Linked DNA regions of Bactrocera dorsalis: region 2 is linked to region 1. A link is a contact called in public Hi-C data. All regions are on one chromosome and are shown on one strand. The core of a region is the stretch at or near the end of the contact, and the rest is flanking DNA. Distances in the headings are between cores, read along the strand shown.

The links. Hi-C and Micro-C count contacts between places; a contact is called where the count stands out from the background.
Region 2: a contact with region 1 is called in a Hi-C map of whole body, with 4 times the contacts expected there. The contact joins two enhancer-like sites. A contact is called at or near these places in 2 of 2 Hi-C or Micro-C datasets (both in whole body).

What each region holds. Positions count from the first base shown.
Region 1 is chr4:5,390,019-5,392,569 of ASM2337382v1, forward strand. The region is part of intron 5 of LOC105232092 (serine/threonine-protein kinase minibrain); the gene reads right to left. Among protein-coding and RNA genes, the nearest start is that of LOC105232090, 26 kb to the left of the region's middle. Within about 2 kb of position 1,288, the one cell type or tissue checked has open chromatin away from gene starts, as enhancers often do.
Region 2 is chr4:5,423,046-5,425,596 of ASM2337382v1, forward strand. The region is part of intron 1 of LOC105232092 (serine/threonine-protein kinase minibrain); the gene reads right to left. Among protein-coding and RNA genes, the nearest start is that of LOC105232092, 14 kb to the right of the region's middle. Within about 2 kb of position 1,271, the one cell type or tissue checked has open chromatin away from gene starts, as enhancers often do.

The DNA of each region.
Region 1 (2,551 bases), core at 38-2,537:
CTACGGCTGTTGAGTTCGATAGTTTTATATGTAATAGGTTTTATTTGCACGCCAAAAAGTATGCAATGCTTTGTCGAGCATAAATAGCAATACAAAAATTAAGTTCCATTGGAAAGAAAAAAACTCGCGTTGAAAACATTTTGAATGAAAAAGCAGAGTCTCTAAATAGCAAATTAAAAGAAAGTTAGGAGGAAGGAGGCATAACAAGCAACGAAATAAGAGTAGTGGCAACAAAGAGCAAAAATAATAGAAAATGAGATTGGTGAACACAGAAAGGGCAACTAGGAAAAGAGAAATGTAAACAGTAAACCGGTAAAGCGACAAAGCGACAGGCCGTCAGTCAAAGCTAGCCAAGCACAGGCAGGCAGACAGAAAGTAATTTTCACAGTTAAGGGGCGAACAAAGGCAGGGAAGAAGAGCATATAGCAAAAGTTAATGCAGGCATGGTAGGGGCGCGCGCTTCATACGGGGATAGCAACAGTGATAACCCTAAGCGAACTCACATACAATCATGCTTTGAGCAATATACCTGCACAGTTGAAACGGAATGAAACAGCGAATTGGAAGAATGGCAAAGCGGAAAAGTTGTTGCTAACGCCACAAACATTAGCAGGGAAAGTCAAAACGTCGATAATGGTCAGAAAATGCGCGCGCCTGTTCGTATGTGTGATTGTCGCAGTTTACACATACACACACACACACACACAGAAAACCAAGTAACTGTACGTGTGGCTGTGTAAGCGCACGGATACGCAAGCGCGCGCAGTGTATGTATACTGCGCGTGTATATGTAAGGACATGAGGCGACTATGTCGCTATACATATGATGAATGAACGAGAAGGATATGAGAAGCATGATGCTGCAACATTTTGGAGAGATTTGCAGACATTATAAAATCAACAGCCGAAGTCAAGGCGCTGAGCGACAACGCAGGCAGCGAGACCGAAAGAGCGAGAGCGCGTGCATTTGCTTGCAGCTGAGAGCGCGCGAACTGTTTGGTGTGCGCCTAAAATGCTGCACGGCAAGCCAATATGCACATATGTGTGAAAGTATGTATGTGCGCGGCAGGCAGCAAACCAGCAAGCCAGCCAGCTGCGGCCGCAATACAAACAAGCCGAAACAATGTAGGGAAATTGTAGAAAAATATAGAGAAATAGAAATGAAACGCTTAAAAATGGGTGTATGCCGACGCGTAGAAGCTAGCAGCGCAGTGACTGTTGACGCGCTGCAACGCGCCAGCCGACCAGACAGCACCACTAAATGTGCGCCGCAAAGAGGGTCTATGGCGACAGACATTCAAGCTGGTTGTCGGCTGCCGTGTGCCGCGGTGTGAAGTCGGCTATGGTGGTGTGGTGGTGGTGGTGGTGGTGCTGACAGCCAGCAGCAGCAGCCACTGAAATTGGAGATGTTTGCTGTGCTGTGCACAGTGCAGCGTCGTCCTTCGGCGGTATAGAATTTCCGTAGCGGCACAACAAAAATAAGAGTACAATAAAAAACAAAAAAAAAAAAATGATGGAGGAAACTATTGAAGCAGATGTTGGAGGCTATGTTGAGACGGGTAAAATCAATTGACGTTTGAAATGGCAAACCGAAATAGCCTGTTTTTGGCCAACACTGAGGCGGTGTGTAAATCGGTTAGAGTGAGAAATCGAAAGGGTATGTTAGACTAACGGGATGTAATTACTGGGGATGCATATACAACAGTTGGTATTGCCTGAATACATTTGTACGTATGTATGTATGTATGTATGCGGTATTAACAGATATTTCATATGATTTAAAAGAACAATGAAATTTAAAACAAAAAAATTTAAATACAAAAAAACCATAATTAAGTAAAAACAAAAATTTTTTGTTTAACGTAAAAACTAAATAGGAAATATGAAATAAATTTTTATTAAAATTACAAAAAAAAAATCTAAAAGTACAAAAAAAAATTTAAAATAAAAATATAAATAATTTTTTTTTTAAATTAATATAAAAATATGTTTATAAGTAAAAAAAAAATTTAGCTGCGCATGAAAGAATTATTATTTTTTATTGTTACCAATAAAATAAAACTAATTCAAGCATGTTTGAACATTTTTTAGCTGTTTTAAAAAATTCTATGTTTTCGATGTTTTTGAAATAAAGCACAAATTCAAAGAAAACTGATATTTTAGATCTAAAGGATTAAATGCGACAACTAATAACCTTCGAGACACAGCGATTTTATAGTTTCATAAATTCTATGTTTTTAGATGTATGTCTGTAGATGAAAAATAGGTTGTATAGAGAGAATATGAACTGAAATTTGTTGAAAACTACAAGCTAGTGTTGTTATGTGCTATTAATGTTTATTTACGTATGGTATGAAAATGGAAATTTTTATATTGACGCAATTTATTACAAAAATATGAACTGAAGTGAGCTTATTTAAAGTACAAAGCCCTTTAAAATCACATTTAAATTATTCTATGTTTTCGATGTTTATGAAAATCAAAAGGATACATTTGTTCAAAGCTTCCAACTAGCGTATTACATGTTTTCTATGTTATTTTACAAATTCTA
Region 2 (2,551 bases), core at 21-2,520, 33 kb after region 1:
ACGTCGACTCATCGGTTGTTGTCATCGTCCAAGCCTCTGCACCATATAGCAGGACGGGAATTATGAGCGACTTATAGAGTTTGGCTTTTGTTCGTCAAGAGAGGACTTTACTTTTCAATTGCCTGCTCAGTCCGAAGTAGCACCTGTTGACAAGAGTAATCCTGCGTTGGATTTCCAGGCTGACATTGTTGGTGTTGTTGGCATCATGGGATTACTACTACTTAGATTGATAGTTACTCGAAAGCTTAGTTTGGAGGTTCTTATGTTCACACTATACAGTCGGCTACTGGCACCAAATGATTACTACTCGTACCCGTCTGTGGCTAATGGTTTTAGGTGTAAAATTCGCTAGAGACGCTTGTGAAAATCTACTGTTCGTTATTTAAGTAGTTTCGGATAGTCACGGTCATTTGAATACTGCTGTCAGTCTGTTCTCTTGAGGCCTTGGAAACTCAATGATTTTCAAAATATTAAAAAAAAAAATATTGTACGCACATTATTTAGTTGAGAAAACTTATAAGCACAGCTTGAGAGCACCGAGTTCAGCAATGTTTAATTACAGCGCCAAGTTAAGGTCGTCATGTCGTCATAACAGAAACGTTATGAAAATAGCTGCTTAAATAAGTATATATAAAATTATTGCGCATAAAAGTGTTGATAAACATGAAAAGGCTTTTTACTTTTTAATGTGTTAGTAAGAAATATTTTTTGGCAGGCAAGAAGAAATTGCCCGGCAGGAAAAAACTAGTCGGACATACATACATACATATGTATGTATGAGCACAATCGCGCTTTTGCCGGCCAATGCTATTTCCAAGTGAGCCGCTACCTACGTTACATACAAGAAATCTATATAGAATCGCCACCAAACATCGCCACCGAGCGCACACCAAATGCCTCCACCCACAAACCAACTTGACGTATGAGTTTTTAGCGCACAGCAACAGCGCGTTAAAACGTTTTATAAAACTATGCGGCAACAGTGCTGCACATGTCGAAGACATAGACAATACGTCGGTCGGCTGATTGAGCCAACCTACAGACAGATAGACACAGAAGCCGACACACAAACGGTTAGTCAGACGGCAAGTTGGCGTGACGAACGCATTGGCGTCTAGCGCCGTGTACGGTCAAACGACTGGAAGCGGCAAACGAACACTTTATAGATATGTATGTATGTGAACATGTAGTCAACGTGCGTGTGTGAGTCGGATGTACGGTGTGCTGTTTGTACGTTTATATTGGCGCATGCATAAAAGCCGACTATGTATGTATATACTCTAGTCGGCCCCGGCCACTCGTTCGTCATCATAGCGCAGTTGCTTGGCGCTGTCGTCGTCGTCATGTGTGACCTAAATTTTATTAACTTTGCTGCTCTTGCTGCCACCGCCGCCAACATTCGCTACCCACACACACACACACACATTAAGATTGCTTGCTATTCGGCGGACTTTTTCTTTCCATTTCAATTATTTGCTGTCGCTCTTTGTATTGTTACTTTTGCTCGCTGGCATTTGCCTGAATTCTTGTGATTTTATTTATGCATATATATTTTTTTTTGTTTTTTTGTTTTTCTTTTTGCTGTTGATTTAGTTTAATTTTATTTTCTTGATTATATTATCGCGGCGTTAGTGAAATGAAAATGAATTATGTAGCGCATATGCGGCGACTTATTAGACGCAAATGTGAAATGCTATCTAAGCAAATATCGAGATGTCTGTGAGCGAAAAGAAATTGTCGGAATATGTGCACAGCAGCTTTATAATGCCAAGCGCAAAGTAAGCGCACCAGACAGTTGCTAGCTTAAGATCTAGCGGTATACTTTGTTTTTGTTTTATTTATTGCGAAAAATAATCGCATAAATCAAAGCTCAGCGTTCATTGGGGAGAGTTCGTGCGAAGGTACAAAGTCGAGATATTGCATAATTCGAACTCTAGAATTGTTTGTTACTGATGAAAATGGCGATTTGATTTTGCTATAAAAAATGCACGATTATTTTACTCTCAAACTCCAATACACCCTATGCTTGTTAACTTCTTTCAATAAATAAAATTACTTGGCATTTTCAGACTACATATGAGACATTCATACCCGTTCACACGGTGCACGAATTGCTTATCCCCCTCACTTTCTTATCTTTTCCATTCCTTTTTACCCTTTTATTAAGTTCTGTCCAAATTATTGCAATGATATGAAACTGAAAACGCTTATCATCGCGTTGGCGTTATGACGTCAGAAAACGTCGCATTTCACATGCGCTTATCTTTATTGCGCGCTTTTTGGCAATTTTTTTAATAAATGCGGTTCCACGTTTTCGAATTTAGCAGATAGGAATTTTGATAGAAGTTTGTGCTTTCAGCATTTGACAAGTGACCTTTTCACCTTGACGCGGGCGGTGCAAAAATTTTGCGAACTGAAGTTTTTAGTTTCTCTCACATTTGGTGATTTGATGACGCTTTGAAATAGGAACGAGAGCGACAGTATCTATCGTATTGCTGGTATTTAAAGTTTTCAGATCCATAAAATCTATGTTTAAGTTAACTGCAAAAAG